Regions from separate parts of the Mus musculus genome. Here regions 1, 2 and 4 are each linked to region 3. A link is a contact called in public promoter capture Hi-C data. All regions are on one chromosome and are shown on one strand. The core of a region is the stretch at or near the end of the contact, and the rest is flanking DNA. Distances in the headings are between cores, read along the strand shown. Region 1 holds the start of Lhfpl2 (lipoma HMGIC fusion partner-like 2). Region 2 holds the start of Msh3 (mutS homolog 3). Region 3 holds the start of A630019I02Rik (RIKEN cDNA A630019I02 gene). Region 4 holds the start of Ankrd34b (ankyrin repeat domain 34B).

The links. Promoter capture Hi-C pulls out the DNA fragments that hold promoters and counts their contacts.
Region 1: a contact with region 3 is called in a promoter capture Hi-C map of liver, with 2.8 times the contacts expected there. The contact joins the promoter of Lhfpl2 here to the promoter of A630019I02Rik in region 3. A contact is called at or near these places in 2 of 39 promoter capture datasets (liver and stem cell-derived epiblast-like cells).
Region 2: a promoter capture Hi-C map of pre-B cells shows a contact between it and region 3, with 5 times the contacts expected there. The contact joins the promoter of Msh3 here to the promoter of A630019I02Rik in region 3. A contact is called at or near these places in 4 of 39 promoter capture datasets (the C10 cell line, hippocampal neurons, pre-B cells and 1 more), 1 of 484 Hi-C or Micro-C datasets (pre-B cells) and 1 of 115 datasets of contacts at active chromatin or transcription factors (bone marrow-derived macrophages).
Region 4: a promoter capture Hi-C map of liver shows a contact between it and region 3, with 4 times the contacts expected there. The contact joins the promoter of Ankrd34b here to the promoter of A630019I02Rik in region 3. A contact is called at or near these places in 5 of 39 promoter capture datasets (hippocampal neurons, liver, pre-B cells and 1 more).

The regions. Positions count from the first base shown.
Region 1 is chr13:94,055,807-94,060,828 of GRCm38.p6, forward strand. Lhfpl2 (lipoma HMGIC fusion partner-like 2) reads left to right here and starts at 1,990. Exons shown (of 4, transcript NM_172589.2): 1 at 1,990-2,100.
Region 2 is chr13:92,351,861-92,357,055 of GRCm38.p6, forward strand. Msh3 (mutS homolog 3) reads right to left here and starts at 3,143. Exons shown (of 24, transcript NM_010829.2): 1 at 2,903-3,143; 2 at 1,365-1,482. The coding sequence starts at 3,040. Dhfr (dihydrofolate reductase) reads left to right here and starts at 2,923. Exons shown (of 6, transcript NM_010049.3): 1 at 2,923-3,484; 2 at 3,790-3,839. The coding sequence starts at 3,399. It also overlaps the pseudogene Gm19308.
Region 3 is chr13:93,093,183-93,098,272 of GRCm38.p6, forward strand. A630019I02Rik (RIKEN cDNA A630019I02 gene) reads left to right here and starts at 1,651. Exons shown (of 4, transcript NR_046182.1): 1 at 1,651-1,981; 2 at 2,532-2,557; 3 at 2,673-2,869; 4 at 3,351-5,090. Cmya5 (cardiomyopathy associated 5) reads right to left here. Exons shown (of 13, transcript NM_023821.3): 2 at 1-5,090.
Region 4 is chr13:92,423,203-92,428,521 of GRCm38.p6, forward strand. It overlaps Ankrd34b (ankyrin repeat domain 34B), which reads left to right and starts at 2,767. Exons shown (of 5, transcript NM_175455.4): 1 at 2,767-2,999; 2 at 3,874-4,018.

The DNA.
Region 1 (5,022 bases), core at 740-3,239, 960 kb after region 3:
TTAGATAACAGTTCAACAGAGGTGTGGAGCACAGTGCTATCTACTCCGTACGCATAGGGCCATTGTGAACTCACGAGGATGTCTCAGCAAAGCATAACAAATGACCTCATTCGTGACTGCTTCTACATAGGGAGGGCTTCTAATGAAATGGAGGGAGCAGTATGGTATGCTGCTTCATATTCAAATGTTCCTGGCACATTTGATATCACCAATGGACAACAGCCGCCTAATCAGGGTGAGATTGGAAGGCATTGTGTATACACATAATGGTGCATATCTGTTCTGTGTTCTTTGATTGGTTCAGTCGTGAGCTATAACCCAGGAGAGTTCATAGGAAGAGGGTACAAGGCAAAGGTTTCTGTTTCTAAAATTTGTTTTGGCTTTCTTCTCAATTCATTGATCTCAAACAATTCTCCCATAATTACCTCCATCTTTTTATAAAGGTAAAGTCTTGTATTCACTGTAATATTTATTAGGAATTTAGTACAGTTTATAAACTCTGTTAGTATGTTCTTTTGAATGGTTGCTGTTTTTAATTCTCCGATTGCAATGCTATGTAGATTTTTAAGTTTATTCTTAACCTCATAAGCCCTCTTGTAATTTCTAGCACGTGATTTTGCCAAATAGAGAGAGCACTTAACACTCTTGTAGAATGTGTTTCGGGAAAGCTTTTTTTTTTTTTTTTTTCCCAGTAGGATTCAACCGTGGGAGAGTCCTGGGAACAGCATCAGCAGCTTCAGCGTGGATACAGGCATGGGTCCTTCTAGGACCCCATCTGGATGAGGACCAGCATGGTGATGCATTTGTGTTTGCAGCTATTGTTAATTGGTGATAGGTACCCTTTGCATGTGAAGAATCCCAACCGATTTAATTTGTATGTTTTCTCCACAGACCAGCAGTTGCGGATGACTTATGCTATCTACAATCCTGCTGTGGGATATGGTTTTCAATAGTGGAGTTGCAAAGAAATCAAGAATTTGTTTTGTTTTTTTAATTTTCCTGGCAAAATGCCTCAGATACCCTCTCACCCAGGAAGTGGTGTTCTAGAGCCATTAAGCTTGTAAGGCCGTGCAGATAGGTGCCGTGCCCACGGGTTTCAAAAGCAGGAGGGGGCCATTGAAACTGACAAACCCAAATGGATTTGGAAATAGTGGGTCAAGTGCAAAGACTTCAAGAGCAAAGAGCACATGCAAGCTGCTAGGGAAGGCCGGGAGGGAGGGGTGGGGGGGGTGGGTGTGCTTCGGTGGATAGACAAGTGTCTGAGAGTTTGGAGGCTGAAGCAAATTTGACAGGGGGTGGGGGTTGGAGACAAAGGAAGGTGATCTTAGCTGGGTTCTGTCCTAACACAATGAATTCAGACAATTCAGCCCCTGGCTATTTGACTCTGTCCTTTGCTCTGGCCCTGGGGGCGGTGGTGAGAGGAGTTGGTGGGTCTCCTCTCTGGATCCCTTTCCCGCTGGCTAAACCGCCTTTGATATCTGTGGTATCTATTGGAAAGTGTATCTTCAGTGCCTGGGGGATGTGTCTGGACCCAAGCATCCAAGCTCTGTGAAAGTTTGCAGTTTCCCGAAGTAGAAATCAGGACCTGTAAACTTGTGCCTCCAGCCTCTGCTTTAAAAGCACCGCAGACCACTCTCCACCCTGCGGTTTTCCTGGGCCACGGACCGACTTTCTTCCCGCCCGCCCCGCCGGCTCTGGTCCACGATAGGCACTGGGACAGCGTGAGGAGAGAACCCCGCAGGGCTCCGGGACCCCTTCTCAGGGATCGCGCGCGTCGCCCACACTCTCCCGGGCCCTGTAGGACCCTCCCCCCCGGAGGCCGGGCTTCGCCGACCCCTCCCCGAGCGGCGGCCGGAGGCGGGGATGCTGAGTGGCAGCGGCCGGCCTGGGCTGCGAGGTTCGGCCGCCTCCTCCCGCTGCGCCCGCCCCTCGGCCTCCGCCCCGGCGCCGCCGACCCTCGTCTGCTCCCGCCCTCGCCCCTGCGGGTCCGCCGGGGCCAGATCGAGGCTGCAGCGAGGAGGCGGCACAGAGAGCCCGGCTGGGGAAGGCTGCACGCGCCCGGGCCAGAGCGGGGCGTTAGGAGCCGGCTGCCCCGGCCAGGTAGGTGCTGCGCGGGGAGCCCGGGAGGGGGCCGGTCCCCGACAGTGCACGGGGGCGCGGAGGGACGGGCGGCGGGTGCCGGGGCAGGAAGGATCCGCTGCAGCGCCGGCCCGCCGCAGACGTGGAAGAAGTTGAGCCTGGAAGCGCTTTTTCCCGGGGAGCTGTAGTGGTCCCCTCCAGCCCCGGTCCGTACCGCGTGGGTCTCACCGGCCACAGACCTCAGCTGCATCTCAGACCTGGGCTGCATTTTTTGTGGCCAGTGCAGAGGGGTGAGGGCTGGCGAGGAGGTGGGCGGGGAGTTGGGGAACACCACATCTGGGGTGGATGAAGGACTCAGAGAGATGGGTTTGAATGCAGTCCCTACCCCCACCCGGCCGCACTTCTCTCTCAGTCTATTCGCGGTCGCGTGCTCTCTGAACTGAGAAAAGCAAAAAGAGTTTCTTCAAGTCGGCTCAACTTTTCTGTTAATTCAGGAGGTTCGGGAGTTTGTATGGAAGTAAGGGCAAAAGACTCTCATCCTCGCACCCTACCTCACTCCTGCCCGGGCAGTTTCCTGTACTCTGTGCCATGATTGTTTTTGTGCTTGTAGATTACAGCTGGTGACCTATATGGAAAAGTGGAACCACTGCCGGCGAGTGTGTGTTGGAGCCACAGGGCGGCAAGGTGTGGGGGGCTAAGTCAGAGTTCCTTCGAAGGGACTTTAATTCTCTGAACACTCTTCCTGTCCAGCTCAAAGAGAGGATGGGATAAGGAATAATTTATCTTGCTCTTTCTGATGCTCTTCTAATCATTTTTTTTAAAAACTCCCTTTCAAATTAAGAGATAGAGAACACGCATGCGATGGTTAAATATTTTAAAGACAGGGAAGATGAACATCTCTCTCTGCAATCAGGCTAATAGGGCTAGCCTGTGTTGGAACATCTGATTCTGATGAAATATTTGAAAGGTTTAAAGCAATACCAGACGATGTCATTAAAAAAAAATAGAGTGACCTGCAGTAGGTCATACAGAGCAGTGTGGCCTGTGGTCTGTGACAGCATTTTATAGCGGGAGGTGGAGCACTGTAAGCTTAAAGAGAAGAGGGTGGGAAAGGGGGCTGCTCATTTGTCTTGAACCAGTCTAGTTAGGAAGAGTGATTACACTGCAAATGAACATTTGTGAATATAATTTGAGTCATGATACATGAACCAGCCATTTGTCTGAAGGAAAAAAAGGATCTTTGTAGATGAGAGCAAAGCAGTGCCTTATGGGGGAAAAATAAGCATACCGTTTATCCATGTGCGCAACTCAGAATTGACAGCACCTGCTAACAACAGAGGCATGGGCTTAGAGATTTGGCTGCAAGCAAGGTTGAACAAGGCAGGGAGAAAAGTCTACAGCAGGAGATAGTTACAAAAGAATGGATAGAAAACTTCAGGTGTGTGTGTGTACACACACACTGCAAAAAAAAAAAAAAGTCTTCATTTTCTATATATCTTTACTGCAAAGAATTGCCAACACAGGAGGATTAAAATGTAGGAGAGTCCTGGGGCTGGAGAGATGACTCAGTGGTTAAGAGCACTTGCTGAGGTCCCATGACCCAAATCAGACAGCTCCCAACTGGATCAGTGCCTCTGGCTTCCACAGGCGTTTGCACTGTGGACATACCCAGGTGCAAGCACACAACTAGACATAATTAAAAATAAATCTTAAAAAGCTTTTCAGGAGACTCAGATTTAGTCTGTTGGGTCCCCATTGTGTGAAGCCTATGTGAATGTTAGCAAGCTCCGTTCTAGCTCTCCGCTGCGGTCTCTGTGTCTACCTAGTGGGGGCTGGAACTGTGGCTCTGGTGTTATGAGCTCTTGTTGCTCTCTCATGAGGACTGGGGTTCTAAGCCCAGCATCCATCTCAGATGGCTCACAAATGCCTAGGACTCCAGCTCTGAGGGATCCCATGCTCTCTTCTGGCCTTCTCAGGCACTTGTGCATGCATGTGTGCCTACACTTAGTCACACACACAAATAATAAAATTAAATCTCGGAGGTTGCTCTGCAGTCGATAGTGCTTACTACTCTTCTGGGGAGACTGGAGTTTGCCACCACCTGCCTGCAACTCAGGCTCTTTGGGATCAGATGCCCTCTTCTGGCCTCGTCTGGCACTGCACTCACATTCAGGAACTCATACACTGAACAAGTGTACACAAAATTAAAAATAAAATTAATAATAAAATATTTTTAAAAATTGAAAATGGTTGTGAGGGTTCACGTGAGCGTCTCCGGAAGGTTAACTGGTGTCTTTGTTCGGATTTGGGATGGTTCCCCCACACACGAAATGCTCAGAAAACATTAAGGATTGCCAGCACTCTTAAGTTCCCAGGGTAAAAGGGACTCAAGAGTAACTGATTCTCCCACTGAGTGTCTGAGTTGAGCCTTGCCTCTGACAGTCAACATCTAGAAGTTCCCACTCTTAAAAACCTTTTAATGGTTGATGTGATACACACTGCCCAAGAATGCTAAAGTCAATGTTAGAGTCAAAGCTCACTAGTCTTAGAAAGATACAAGTAATCTGTAAGTGCCTAATTCCAGAATTCATTCCATAAAACAAACAAACAAACAACTCCCCCAACCAAACAAATAAAAAAAATCAGCCTTAAAGTACACCTTTATTCAGGTGTATAGACACCAGAGGACAAAGTGAACAGACATCCCTAACTAAACAGTGAACAGAGGAACTGTGCCTGTGGGCTCCTCCTGTCTTCCCCCCAACCCCGTGTGTGTGTGTGTGTGTGTGTGTGTGTGTGTGTTACAGTGCCAGCTTACTCATCTGCCCACTCATTTATCCCGTCATTCAGCAGATGTCTTTAAAGATTCTCTTGTAGGACAGGCTCTGAAGTCAGTCACATTCCGATTTCAGAGTTCTGTGGCACCAGGGTAGGCAGGGGGAT
Region 2 (5,195 bases), core at 1,893-4,392, 740 kb before region 3:
ACACACAATAAAAGAATAAGCAGTGCAATTTTAATTTTAAAAAGCAGAACTCTAGTGGAACTCTGCTTCTTGTTTCTTTGCGTATAATGACAGACAGGCCAGGTATATGAAGCTAGACAGGGAACTGATGTATAGTCACTAATTCAGTACACAAGAGTCACACCCAATCCTTAGAAAAGCAAAAAGCCAATTCAATTGGCAACACAAAATGCTTAAGTCTCAGAATGGGGCCACCATGGAGTCTGGAAAGCTCTGAAATAAAAAGAACTGATTCAAAGTAAACTGAGCCTACATTCTTCTCACCCTTCAAGCTCTGAGAGCCTTTCTCCCACTCAGCACGGACTAGAGACTTCTCTGGAAAGGTGTAATATGCAGAATTTCTGGTTATAAACTATCCCAGGAAAATGATAAGAGCCAAAGCTGACTGGATGCAGAAATAAAAGGGATGAAAAAGTCAAAATGGTAGATGCAGGAGACAAGATGGTCATGAGCAGGGTTAGAGGTATAGGTCATGAAGAGGCTCTGTTCACCAGTACAGCTCTTGAAGTCAAACATGAAAGAGTTAAGATAGATAATAAGAAGGCTCGCTGGGGCAGGGAAAGGTGGCGCACACCTTTACTCCCAGCACTTAAGAGGCAAAGGCAGGTGGATTTCTGAGTTCGAGGCCAGCCTGGTCTACAGAATAGCCAGGGCTATATAGAGAAACCCTGTCTCCAACAACAACAGCAGCAAAGGCTCATTGGGGACTGGAAGAGAGCTTCCTAGGTAAGAGTGCTTACCAACAAGTCTTAGAAGCTGAGTTCAAAGCCAGAACTCACACAACGTAAGGAGAGAAATAACTCATGCAAATTGTCCTCTGACCTCTTTTACCTATGTACTATGACACACACAAATAAATGTGATAAATAGATCATTAGCAAATGTTTCATCTTTATAACCAAGATTTAAAACATAACATGGCAGGAGAGATTGTCCAGTGGTTAGTGCACATACCACCCTTCCATCAGAGAACCTGAATTGCCAGCAACCACATCAGATGGCTGATAACCACCTGTGACTCCAGCTCTCAGAGGATTACATGCCTCGTGCCTATGCAGGCATCTACACTCACAACACACACACACACACACACTCGCAAAACACACATACACACTTTTTAAAAAATACAGCAATAGTGAACAAAAGAGAAAGTTGGAAGAACTACTAAGAGAACTGAGCTCCTCTGTGGGCCTAGCCTCTCAACCAGCAGCTGAGGAGCAGCAGGGCTCCTTCCCTACACAGGAAAACAAAGCTCAGCACTCCCATGATCCCCTCTGCCTTCTGGGGAAGCCAGCAGCTGAGAATACTTAGTCTCTGGCACTCACCAGGGTGGTGAGCTGCTACTGAGATGTTTTCTTCCTCCTTCTCTGGAACTTTCCTTGCTTTTTTCTTAGTGGGCCCACCATTTCCCAGTGACCTCTTCCTGCTGTCACCTTCTGTCACCTGTATCGGGAAGGTTGGAAATGGTGTATTAACACTATTCTAAAGCTTGAAGTCTCTGGAGTTATTTAACCTTGCTGCAGAATGATAGTAAGTTCCTGCCTGCCACTCTACTTTTTACTCTGAAAAGGCTGTTGGGGGTGACTGTTTTTGCCATCAGAGACAGAAACTGGCAGGAACAGTCTCTCATTACCTCACATTCTACTAAAATTATGTGGAATTCTCTACTTTCCTACTCATATGTTAAATAAAATACTTCTACAAGATCAATTTTAAAAAATCTATTTTCAAAATGCAAAATTATAGAAGGAAGAGGAGTAATAAACGACCAATGTATTTCCTGTTTCAAAGCTTCCATTCACTATTAAAAGATGTCCTGAGACTATCTGTTGGCAGATAATCTATGAAAAACTTAAAACTTTTGCCTAATATCCTCTCAGTGGTGAGTGCAAAATGAATCTTAGTGAATGTACAGAAATAAAAAAAAAGCCTTAAAAAGAGAGAGTAGAGCATTAGTCAGTATTGGAAAGAAATATAAATGAAATGGGTTAAGATTCTTAAACTGATTTGCAACTGCAGTAAAATACAGGAGATGCCCGTTACAATCACCTTCTACATCTTCAGTCTGGGAAATGACCGAGGCCTTAACTCACCCTGAACAAGTGTGACACATTGCCAGCTAGTGTGGGAAACATCCTTGGGCCTGTGTTTGTGGCAGTATCACGATGGGGTTTTGGTTTTGTTTCTCTTTGCTTTGCTTTGAACTATCTGATGGGCTGCAAGCAACAGGAAGTAGCCAACTATAAGCATGTACAGAAACTTCATCCATCTAAATGCTTACACTGGAAATCTGTACAGTAAAACGATATTCTGGCACGGGGATCAGAAAGACAGAGCACATGGTTTTGAATTCTGAGAAACTAGCCTTAATGACAGCTTTCTTCTAGTCAGCCAAGCAAGCATATGTAAATAAAGCTCCTCTTCAACCATCAATACAGTAGGGAAAATGTAAAGGAAAGAATGAAGAACAGAGGTTAAAAAACGCATCCTGGGCCGGCCGGCCAGTCCTCGCCATTCACCACGATAGAAGTTTCTGGCTCGGGTTCCGGCTACCGACTGGAAGCACCAAGACCTCAAATCTATTACCGCTGGTCGGGTAAAAAAGTCAACTAAAACAAGGACCAGAAGAAGCCGCCACCTTAAGCCTTCCCTGGCCCCGCCCCTTAGCCCTACCCACCATTAATAAGCTCTCCATAAGGCCTCCGCTTCCGGCCACGACGGCTACGCACCCGCCCCACCCTGACCCCGCCCCTAGCGGTCCGGCCCCACCCCGCCCTCTAGCTCCGCCCCGTCCCAGACAGAACCCGCCCGGGACGGCCTTCGCCTAGGTGGACGCTAGGGGCGCCGCGGAGCCGTACTTTACCTTCTCTGCTGGCTCCGTGGAGGACGCGCTGGATCTTAGGCTTCCCGCAGACCTGAAGAACCGGCTTAGAACCGTTTGCCTCCCCGGGCCTGGGCCGGCGGCAGTAGAGCCTCCCGACGCGGATTTCCCGCGGGGCATTGCAGTGTGCAGAAGAGCCGGCCTGCTAGGAGCGCGAGCGCGCGGCCGCACTTTCTCGCGCCTGCGCGCGCGCACGCCTCAACCTGTGCGGGACCGGCCTTGGGGGCGGAGCCTTAGCTACACAAATAGAATGCGCGGCGGGCCTTGGTGGGGGCGGGGCCTTAGCTGCACAAATAGGATGCGCGGCGGGCCTTGGTAGGGGCGGAGCCTTAGCTGCACAAATAGGATGCGCGGCGGGCCTTGGTGGGGGCGGGGCCTAAGCTGCGCAAGTGGTACACAGCTCAGGGCTGCGATTTCGCGCCAAACTTGACGGCAATCCTAGCGTGAAGGCTGGTAGGATTTTATCCCCGCTGCCATCATGGTTCGACCATTGAACTGCATCGTCGCCGTGTCCCAAAATATGGGGATTGGCAAGAACGGAGACCTACCCTGGCCTCCGCTCAGGTATTGGCCGGGCTGGGCTCGGGAAACTGAGGCGGTTCACTGAGTAGGGTCATGCACTTGGCTTGGACGCGCGGGACGGGCGTGAGCGGTAGGCCTACCGGCCTCAGCCAGAGACCAAGCTACCGGTTCCCGCGGTGATCCCCCTGCTGTGCCAGCCTTTGCTCACAGGCTCCCTGGCCGGGAGCAAAGTCCTGTCCTTGAGCGGGCAGCAACACCACCCCCCACACCCACACCGGACTTGCACCTTTCGTCGCTGAATGGAGCCTGAGCATACATGACGGGTTAACTGTTTCTCTAACTTTCAGGAACGAGTTCAAGTACTTCCAAAGAATGACCACAACCTCTTCAGTGGAAGGTAATGTAGAGTAATTAAGTCATGAGAATTATGTTTGCTTGAAGCAAGATTTACATGGTAGAGGTATGAGTAGAAAGTCTCCCCTGGGAATCTGGGATCTCTGTTTCTTGCTAGAAATTTTTGTGCGATTCCCAGATTTTATTAAACATCCTCTTAGAATACTCTATGTTTGAAATTTTGTTAGCAAGTGCATATAGCTCGAATATAACTGGGCAGAATCGGCAGCAAAATTTAGCACTTTGAATAGAGACCTGAGCCGGTATTTAGAATTGTTACTGAAAGACAGAAGACTTGAGTAAATGGAGAAAAATGCAGGGGAGAAGAGGCTAAAAATAATTTAAATCTGTTGGCTTTAGGAAGACACGGTGGGATGAAGGCTGTGGTCTTCAGTGAGGCAGTCTGGGTGACTGACTTTAAAAGAATGGGGAGTGGTGTGCAATAATTATAAGGCAGTTTCCCATTACTTGTGATTGTAAGGACATTCGCTGTAATTCTTCCTAACAGACATGTTTGCTTATTGCTTATCATTGTAGGAGAGGAGGGCAGAGCTGATGGGAAAAAGAAGTCAGCAGTGTAGATGTTGAACATTAGTAGAGAACATAGTAGGTCACTGTGTAGACAGGTTGACAAATGCCATCTTGGGGGCGTGGCACAAAACATGCACACAAGCCACCTATTCATGTTCTCTACTGAGTAGCCTGGCGTTGGGATTAATGAGTCTGATGGCCAGCTGTGCTGCTCTTTCTACGATGACTCCTCAGTTCTTAGAGGGCACACTGTGAGCAATCTCAGCACAGCAAGATTTGTTACACATCAGCTGCACCTCCAGCTCCTTGCCATTGTGGACCAGAAAGTTCTAGAGCCGCTAGGCAGCATGTGCTTGGCTTTCTTGTTGTTCCTGTAACCAATGTTGGTCATCAGGATCTGGCCCTTGAATCTTCTCTGTACCCCGCTGTCAGTGCCTCTGGGTTTCCAGTTTCCCTTAATTTTCACGTATCAGTCTGACTGGTGTCTGATGAACTTCTTGGTCCTCTTTTTGATGATCTTGGGCTTCACCAGAGGCCGGCGAACAGCCATGATGCAGCAAAACAGATGGCAGCCACCTTGTAGGCAGTGCCAAAGAAGAGCTGCAGATGCCATCTTAACACAGTCTACTCTGAGTTCAAATCCTACTACCCGAATAAAAAGCTGGACACAGTGGCACATTTGTAATACCAGCATTAGGGAGGCACAGACAGAAAGATCTCTGGGGCTTGCTCTGTAGCCAATTTGTGGGCTCCAGGTTCAGTGAGAAAACTTGTCTCAAGAAGATAGATAAAGACACCCAGTCACACTGCCTGGCCTGTGCATATGGGT
Region 3 (5,090 bases), core at 401-2,900:
TCAGTGCTCTCAGAGGACTCCAGCTGCCCAGTTCCTGGTTTTCTATCTTCATGCTGATTGACTAAGCCATCTGGCTTTTCCAGCATCCAGGTGTTGTCCTTTGGAGAAATGAGACTCTCTTTCACTTTTGATCCTGTAACACTGGCACGCTCAGTTGTCACAAATGGCTTGGGTTGCTCCAAATTCTCCTTCTTCTCTGCCAATTGTTTAACACCCAGCTCTGGCTTATCTGCAGAAGAGCTGCTCTCATCAGGCACCTCAACAGCTTGGCCCTCATGAAGGGTCCGTTTAGGCTCTTTTTGCTCAATGGGGAGGTCAAAAGAAGCAGTCTCTAATGGAGCTGAGGCAGGCACAGGAAGCTTCCTGTTTTCTTCTTGTTCTTTTCCTCTTCTCTGAAGCTCAGCGGGGCCCTTTTCTAAGATAGAAGGCCCTGGTTCCGTTCCGATGGGTTTTACTGGTTCTATACCTAAGGATCTATCTCTATCTCTACTATCAATGAGTTCTGACCCAGCAGTTGGTACTTCTGATAACTGTTTGTGCTTCTCAGGCTCTGGGGGGAGCTTTATAAGCTCTTGCTCTCCTGACAGGAAACTCCCCGGCACTGGAGAAGATGTCTCCTCTGCTTGCCTGTTCATCTCATGTCTGAGGGCCAGTAATGTTGGAGCTAAATCATCTGAAACTACATTTTCAGAATCAGGAGACCTTGTTATCTCCTCGTGTTTGTCATTTGGCACCGTGGGTTTGGATGTGGGTGACACTTGCAATGGAGGTGGCTCGTTGTCTTCTCTCTCTACCTCAACCCCTGAGTTGACAGGAAGTTTGGGTTCAGGCCTTAACACCTCTGAGGTAGACATGCTGGGCAAAGGCAAACCACTGCCTAACTCGCTCTTCCCTACTCCCTTTAAGCCTGGGTGTTCCACAGGGCTGGCAAGAGATGGATCTGTCAGGACTTCATCCCTGCCTAATTTAGTTGAATTTGAATCAAGCTTAGTTACTGGCACTGTGGTGGCAGAAGAGCTGGCTTCTGTGTCTTTCCCCATCTCTTCCATCAATGCTGGAAGTGCAGGTGGTGCAGGTGGACTGTGTTCTGCTCCCCTCTCTCTCCCCGATGAAGCCGCAGGAAGTTCCCTGGTTATTTTGGACTCCTGTTTCACTTCCGTTTTCACTGCAGATAAAACCTTAGGTCCAGAAATAGATGTTTCCTCTGGAGGTGAGTGTGGTTTTGCCACTTCAGGCTCATTCTTTGACAACATTCTCTGTTCTAGTTCAGAAGTCACAGTTGGAGCTAAATTGAGTTTGACATCCGCCTTTGGCTCATCTCCCAAGTCAGACAAAACTGAATATTTCATCCCAGACCCTGGAACATTTGGGAGCCGAGGCTCTGGTGTCTGATCCTGCGATTTGTGTGCTGTCGCTTCTTGAGAATCCAGCACAGCTTTTTCCCTTCCGACTCTGGGCAAAGCCATCTGTTCATCTGCACTTGTTAGAGTGAGAGGTGCTGTGGGCTCCTGCTCTGGCTTAAGCACACAGGTTGACTCGGGTGAAACTGAGGGCTGAGAGGTGGGCAAAACGGATGTGGTTTCTTCCTTTACCACTGATGAGAGTGCAGAAGAGGAAGCTGCTATTGTAACTGCTGGCAGACTACTCTTTGCATCTCTCTTCTCCCATCCACTGGTTGGTGGTGGTACCAAATCTTCAGCCTCAGGCTCCAAAGATGCCTGAGTTTTCTCCTGCTGTGCCAGGATGAGATATTCAGACACAGAGGTTGAAATTGTTGGAACATCTGACATAGTTTCTGCTTGGCCGGTCTTATCTGCCGAAGGTAGCAGGCTCAGATCTTCGAACACAGGCCTACAAGGGGAAGACTCCTCCCGCTCCTGCGATGGCTCAGAATGCTCAGGCACAGGCGTGACCACTGAGGACCCCGCCTCTTCTTCATCTGCCTCTGAGAAGTAGGGATAGTCTGGAGCAGACCTCCTAGGTAGTAATTCGTCTGGCTCGACCTTGTTTTGCTCTGTTTCTGCGATTCGGTATGGTGGGATTGACACCTGTGATGCTGAATCCGGAGAAAAGAGGTCAGCCTCTTCCGTGTCCTCATCAGACAGAACAGTCTGCTCAGAGGGGGACGTTAAGCACAGTGGAGAATCCCGCCCCAGCTCTCTCTTCTCTAGTTCCTGAGTCGGATAGGGTGAGAATGAGAATTCTGACGCAAATGCAGAATCAGGGGAAAGGGGCCCAATATTGTCCTCTTCCTGCCCTTGCTCTGATAGACCTGTGGGTGAGGAGGCACCCTTTAGAAGCAGAGGAGATGTGTGGCCAAGCTCTGGTGTGGAAGAGAATGAGCCCCGCTGCTGGTCTCTGCTCCCTTCTTCTGATTGGACCACTTGTTCGGATGAGATGGCCCAGGGAGGTGGGGCATGGCTTTCAGAAAGCAGCTCAGTGGTTTGTGGGGGGAGAGCGCATTCCACTGCAGAGACCTCATTGGATGAAGATAGCCCAACTCCAATGGCTTCCTTTTCTTCTTCTAACAGGGTTGCAGGATCAGAAAGGCCTCTTGGTTTGAATTGGGGCATGTCATCTATTGTTTTTTGGGGGGATTCCCGTGTTGCATTTTGTGAAACCGAGGGTTTAAATGGCAGCTTTGAATCTGATGCGAAACTTCCACTTCCTAGACTCTCATCTTCCGATAGAACTGCCTGGCTCAGTGCTGCTGGGGGAAGTAGCCCAATATCTTCTTTCTCATCTTCTGCCTGAATGATGGGCTCAGAAACACGTTGGGACTTTAATGGGAGCTTGTGGTCACCTGTTTTCAACAGCAACTCTTGCGCATGTGCTGGAACAGAATACTCAGCCGCAGATTCAGATTCTGGTGAGTGACACACGCTCTCTGAGGCCTCATCTCCAGACAGGACTGGTGAAACTGTTGAAAAGAGTGGGGACTGGATGGCAGATGTCTTCTCAGTGGTGGATGGAGAAAGAGACTGCTCAGATACAGAGGTCATAGCTGGGGAATAAGACTCACGTTCCTCGTCGTCCTCTGAAAAGACTGCAGGTTCATTGCTAGATTTCACATCAGATACAGAAACTGCCTCTACTTCCAGCTTCTCTGGTGTATGGTTCAAATCCTGTAGGACTGAATACTCAGATACAAAAGCAGAATCGGTAGAAACAGACTCGTTTTCTTCTCTTTCTTCCTCGGACAAAGTGATACGTTCAGGTGTGAATGTCATCTGTGTTGGTAGAATGGGCTCTTTTCTGTGCTCTACTTCAGGGGACAAAGGCGATGGGGAAGTCTCCTTAGAAGCTAAAGGACTTTCCGGGTAATCAAGTTCTATGATCTCTTCTTCTAGACTAGAATCTTCGGGTTCAGTGGTATCCGTGATTGGCGTAGAAGTTTCCACTCCCCTCTCTAGTTGTGCCTTTCTAAGAACCATGGGTTCAGGCGCATGCTCCTCCTCTCTGTGGACTATGGACTCAGGCTCAGGCACATGCTCCTCCTCTCTGTGAACTATGGGCTCAGGTGCATGCCCCTCATCTCTGTGGACTATGGGCTCAGGCACATGCTCCTCCTCTCTGTGGACTATGGGCTCCGGTGCATGCCCCTCATCTCTGTGGACTATGGGCTCAGGCGCATGCTCCTCCCCTCTGTGGACTATGGACTCAAGCTCAGGCACATGCTCCTCCTCTCTGTGGACTATGGGCACAGGCCCAGGCGCATGCTCCTCCTCTCTGTGGACTATGGACTCAGGCTCAGGCGCATGCTCCTCCTCTCTTTGAACTATGGACTCAGGCGCATGCTCCTCCTCTCTGTGGACTATGGATTCAGGCGCATGCTCCTCCTCTCTGTGGACTATGGGCTCAGGCGCATGCTCCTCCTCTCTGTGGACTATGGGCTCAGGCGCATGCTCCTCCTCTCTGTGGACTATGGGCTCAGGCGCATGCTCCTCCTCTCTGTGGACTATGGGCTCAGATGAGGTCACGTATTCAGACGCTTGTTCTGTTTTTTCTGTTGAAATCGGCTCTAGCCCTTCCATGTCTGGCTCAAACTTTTCTTGGATGGCTGGCGCTGGTCTTGGTGGTCCTGTCTCTAAAGACTCCTTCTCTGCCTCCCATGGCATGGAATGGTTGACAGAAACCAAGCCTTCCTGTTGCACATCATCGGCTGAGCCTGTCAAGACTGAAGCATCATCCTCTGAACTTTCCTTTCCTTGTGCATTCTGTTCCAGTTCTTCCTTTGCTCTTTCAAGGACCATGGTTGCTGGAATGCTTGGTGGCTCCATTCTGTGGGTCTTTGATTCATCAGCTGGCTGTTGTGGCATCATTTGTGGAAGGCTGAGATTTTCTTCTTGATCAGCTGTATCATTTCTGGCACTGGAGGGAAATGCGTGTTCTGTTGAAGATGGAACATTTAAATTGGAATCGGCATACGTTTTCTTTTGCTCTTCGTGACTAAACAATGAGGTCCTGGACCCTTTGGAGAGGGCACCTCTCCAGGGTGGAGCAAGCTCTCTTACTTTGTCTTCTTCTGGGCTCTGGGCTAATTTCCTTTGGGGAACTATATTAGAACCACCATTGCTCAAATCCGGCTCTAGACTAATAGATGAATCTTTTCCTCTCCTGTAATGTATTTCCTTAATTACATAACCTTTTGGCAACGTCCCATAAAATTGTAGAGGAATTAACTCTTCTTTAACTGAATTGAACATCTTTATTTTGTATTGTACCGTTCCTATGTAGACTGGCTTCAACACTAATGGTTTGTGCTCTTTGTAGATAGCCCCAGTGATGGGAGGCGTATTTGATGCAGTCTTCTTCCTTCTTGTTTTATCATAAGTGCCAATAGATGACTTTTCATTCTCAATATTGAGCACAGGGCTTTCTGAAATTGAAGGACCATCTTCTTGGTTTGTCAGAACATCTTGTGATTCCAGAGAATTCCTTTTTTTGCTGCCTTTCCGACGCAGTGACGGTGAGCCACGCTTGGACTTCTGAGTTCTTTTCCGTGTCCTTTTAACTTCATCCATAATAAAGGAAACACTTCCTGGAGGAGAAGTCAGAGCTGACCCTTCCAAACTACATATTCCCGAGGT
Region 4 (5,319 bases), core at 1,517-4,016, 670 kb before region 3:
TCCTTGCTGTCCCTAGCCCCACTGTCCCAGGGTTTATTAATGTTTATTAACACTGCCCTAGGAAAAATAGCACAGACTGAGGAGCTTGGGGACAACTGAAAAGCGCCCCTCAGGGTTCTAGAGACTGGGAAGTTTAGAAGCTCAGCATCTGGCCAGGGCTGCTCTTGTGGTTTCCAGCAGTGCTGCTTGCACGTCCTTTAGAGAGAATGAGCACTGCCTGTCACATGTGGAGGATGCCCAGACACCAGCTTACTACCCCCTTAGGCCCTTTCTCAAGGGTGCTAACCCATCCTAAGGGCCATACTCCCATGACTCATCACCTCCCAAGCATTCCATCTTCAAATATTGCAGTTATAATTCAATGTAGCACTGTGGGAAACACATTCAGACCACAGCATCCCATACATTAGATAAAGCAGGTCCGCCTTCTCTAGCCTTTTGCTCAGCATAGGTGTTTCTAGCCCAAAGCAGCCTGGACTCTCATTCTATGAAAGCTCCCAGGAACAGTGGACCAGGAAGGATGACTTCTCAGCATTGCCCCATCTCCTGACCTGGTAAGGACCAGGTCAACAGGAAAATCCTTCAGGCTTCATTACTCCCGTCACCCACCCCCCCCCACCCCCAGACATCTCTTGTCTCTAGCAAATAGCTTCCAGTACTTCAGTGGTGGGTGGAGGAAGCCAGATGATAGCCTGCCAAAGAAGTTCACAGCCTCATTTCTGGAGCCTGTGAATATGTTATGCTATGTGGGGAAAGGAACTTTGTAGGTGTGATTAAATTATGAATCTCGAGATGGCAGATTATCCAAGGAAGCCCAGTGCAAATACAGAGAAGTAAGGCAGGGAGGTCAGAGGGTGGAAAGGAAGCTGAGGGGCGGAGGGAGACAAAAAAAACAAGCCAGAGCAGAGGAGTTAGGGGAAAAGAAAGATACAGAGAGTCAGAAACAGAGAGAGATACACAGAGAGACAGAGACAGACAGAGAGACAGAAAGACAGAGAGAAACAGAGAGAGAGACAGAGAGTGAGACAGAGATAGAGACAAACAGACAGAGACAGAAACAGAGACAGAAACAGTGACAGAGACAAACAGATAGACACAGAGACATCTGAATAGGATTGTGGAGGATGGGACCACTAGTCAAGGAACGCAAAGGGCCTCTGAAAGCCAGGAGCAGGGGAAACAGACGCTCTCCTAAGAACCCTCCAGAATCAACACAGCCCTGCAACTCTGCTGAATTCAGGAACATTAAAGCTGTTTGCACTTCTGACTTCCGTAACTATAATCAAGTAAATAAATTTGCACTGTGTTAAATGTGGTGATTGTCAATTATCAATGAGATTCGTTTGTGAGAGCAATCAATAAAGAACTTATAAAGTAGTGGTGAAAACTGGATAAACTTTGAGGTTTGGTAACATCCACAGAGGCTGAACACATGTTGATGTCATGAGTCACAGTTCCACTCTCAGGTGTACCCCACAAAACTGTGTCTACAGATAGGTGGGCAGGAGATGTCACCTGCTGTGTTCATAGCAGTGTCTGTGGACTTTCCCAAGCCTGAGAATAGCCCTAAATGTCTCCCAGAAGCAAAACAAATTGAGACACACAGACACAATGAACGAAAAGAAGGAGAAAAGCACAGTCATACATAACATATTGTCTGAAGTGTAACAACGAGGGTGTGTGTGTGTGGGGGGGGGGGACCCAGGCAGCGAGACATATTCCCAATGATGTTAGAAAACACACAAGCAACAAAACCGTTCTGTGCTGGCAGAGCCACCAGTCCTCCCAGGGTGCAGACATAAGGGGACCTTTGGGGTTGCTGGTAATACGTTCTGTTGTTGGCTTCAGTTTGTACACAAATCATTAGACTTGTGGTCCACACCTTTTAATATGCATGCTGTGTATATACTAATAAAACTGTTAAAAAGAGATGGAGAAAAGACCCATGCCTTCATAAAAGTTTGCTCTCTCCTTTCTGGGACTCCCCAAAGGTGTGTGAACAAAGGGTGACCCACCCCAGGTAGTCCACCTTCTTAGAGCCTGCTTCTGGTGCAACATGTCCTGAGAATATGTGACAAATGTTTATAAGGAACCATTTCACAGGAATTTTATTTAAGCAGAGGAAGTCTGCCAAAGGGTCTATTATCTTCCCCTTTGGGGATGGAAAAACTACAGACTAGCTTGATTTTAGGCAAGTATGTTGCCCAGGCTGGCCTTGAATTCTCACCTCCTTCAATACATATGAAAAGCTGAAACTATCTCGTTTACATAATTTCCTTTTTTCTTCATGTCTCTGTGGAGTTTAATACCTCAAATTTATTTTGCGAAATTTTGTTAGCTATTCCATTAAGCCTTAATTAGAGTATAATGAAATTATAAATTCATAAAATAAAAACAAAACGGTTGCTCCTACAAACGTTCAGTTCTTTAGTGAGGCTCTGGCTTTACCTGAAGTGGGGGAAGGAACCTGTGAAGGCTGAATCTCAGACCAACGAGATGGCTATGGGATGGAAGGGAACGTGGACGCAGACCCGGACCAAGGGCACGGGGACTAGTGGGGAGGGGCGTCATCTTTCTTGGGCTACCTGGGCTCTGCCCATTCGCTCTCCCACCAGTCGCAGCTGTCAAAGCTCAGTGGCCTGGAGTGGAGACGGGGCGGGGCTTAGGAGCGGAGGCGGAGCCTCGGAGAGCATCTTCTGGCCCCGGGGCCCGGACTGGCCCGCCGCCCCCACCTGCAGCGCGGCGGAGCGCGGGCGCGTCACTCCCAGCGGAAGCGCCAGCCCCGCGTCTGGCGAGGTGCGCGCCTCGCCGCTCCCGCTCCAGCGCTTCGTGGCCCGCCTGTGTCTGCAGGGCAGGGGCGGGGGCCCGGTGACACGGACAGGGGACTGAGATCGCAGTCGCCGCCGAATCGTCGACAGTCACCCAGCTCGGACGGAGCGTCCGAGCAGGAGCCGATCAGGAAGGTGAAGGACCACTGCCGAGCCGACAGCGCGTCCCAGGTCAGTCCGCCCGCTGCACTTGGGGAAACTTTGGGATGCGGTGACAGCTGCGAGACTGAGGCACCGAGGGTCGCGAGGCCGTGTGGCCGCGGTGCGCCCCGCGAACAGGCACCTGCCGCACATTTGACACCGCAGCTGCCAGTGTGGGGACGGAGACCCTGCTACCGCGGACCACTACGGGCCACCGAGGGCCAGCGGGCTTCAGGGGCCTCCCGGGAGACTCCGGCTCGCCCGCGCCCCGCCGCGCGCCTCCGGGTTCCCGCAAGTCCCCAGCTCCGGTTGGCGGCTCGCGCTCGGACCCCGCGGGTCTGCGGATTCCGCCGCCTTCGGGCCTCGCGACGCGGGAGGAGCGGCCCGGGGCCCAGGGCTGCGGGGTGGGAGCCCCGTGGCGGGAGCGGCGCGCACTCGGCCAGTGGAGCGCGCGGGTCGCGGGGTCCGGCAGGAGCGCGTGGCCGCAGGTGCCCGTGGCCGCTGGGCAGCGGAGGTACGGAGCGCGGGCTGGGGCCGCGGAGCCGATTGCAACCTCGGGCTGCAGGAACCGGGGTCGCCGGGTAGGCAGTCCGGTCCCTGCGGCTCCCGGGTGCGCACATCCTTGGCACCGGGCATCCAGACCCCTTCAGCGGAGAGCGGGCTGAGGAACGGCGCCAGCCCGGGCGGAGGACCAGTGCTGCCTGCTCTCTGGCACGCCATCTCCCCAGCGAGGGCCGAGTGCTAGGCTACGCGGGGACCACTGCCCAGGGCCTCCCGGCACAAGCCTTTTTCTTGGGCAGCTGCCTGCCCTGGCTTGGAGTGGAGGCGACGAAATGAGCACCCCGCCCCCATCCGCGCCCCAGCGCTGTCGCCCCAGTCACCTTCCTTTGCCCTTCTCCGACAGCACCTTGGACTTGCTCTCTCCTGAACTGGGGAAAATCTGAGGAAACCAGGCACGGACCTTGGAGACACGCCGCCTGCACACTCAACAGTCTGGAAATCCAGCCACCTTGGTACCTCGCCGCTTCCCAGACACTTTGGAGGAGCAGGTTTGCAATTTCTACCCCCATCCTCATCCCCTCCCCCGTCTCTGTCTCTGCTGAGGGAGGGAATCTTCTGAAGAGAAGATGGGATCTAGGCACCCATAACCTAGCCCCAGGAGGAGCTCATGGGAGCCAGCCTAGCTTTGTAGCTATGTGAGGGAAACAGCACACCTTATAAACTAACTCCTTCCCGTGGGCAGTTCCTGAATATTTCTTAGAAGACTGGAGACCCAAGAAAGCTGACTTTTCCTGGGCAGTCAGTGCATCTTTTATTTGGCTCCGACTCTCTGCTTGCTGGGAACAGACACATTTTGCTTATGACCTCTGGCTGGCCTCATTCCAGTTGCTGTCTGGCTTTGGACTGCTTGCCCATCAGGACAGTGATTTTGAAGAGCTGACTGGGAAGAGAAAGCTGCAAGCCTCAAGTTCTGGTTGGCTCCTGCTCAGGGTTGTAGTCTTCCGTGGGACCCGTGGGCTCCCTATTCCTCTGGACTGTGGCAGCAACTCTGCCCTTCACCTCTGCAAGGAAATTAATTTTCAAACAACTTGGGGATGATGGTGGAGGCACCCCTGTGTGAGCAGATGCAGGGCTTGGAAGCAACCAGGAAACAAACAGGAGTAAGAAATCCTTTTTAAAGGCTTACATGATTCTGGGACTAAGAAAAGATGGAGATGCCATTGGTGTGTAAAACCTGACATCTCCCTGTTAGGTCCCACCAGTCCAGGGGACTCACATAAGCAGGACCTGTATTGGGTGATGCATATTTGGAACCTAGTACTTAATGAATTCCTAAGCAGTAAATGCCTCCCGATTTTTAAACTCACAATCATCTACAGTAATGTAGCTATTGCCTCCCCTCCCACCCCACCCCCACTTAGGAACAATACACTCCCAAACCTGGTAACTCTGGAAGAGCCCAGGTTCCCCAACTCATTTCACACCAGGGCAGGAACTAGGATAAGAGAAAGGACTGTTCTGAGCTTTAGAGTCATATACCCACTTTATGGCTCCACAGCCAGACAACTGTTTTATAAGAGAGAACACAAAGGAAAATCTCTCTCCTGTCCTAATGAATAGAAAGCTGGGGACGGTGGGAGGACAAAGGCAATAGGAGGAATCAGCTCCAAGATGGCTTTCCAAGCATGTCAGACATATAGCACGACCATGCTGGGTACCACACTAATCAGGTACCCCAACTGGGCCCTGCCGTGGGATGTCCATCATCTAACAGGCAGGGAGATACCGTACTCCAGACAGGCAGAAAGAAGGAATGACCTTGGGAGAGTCCAATCACCTTTCCTACTCT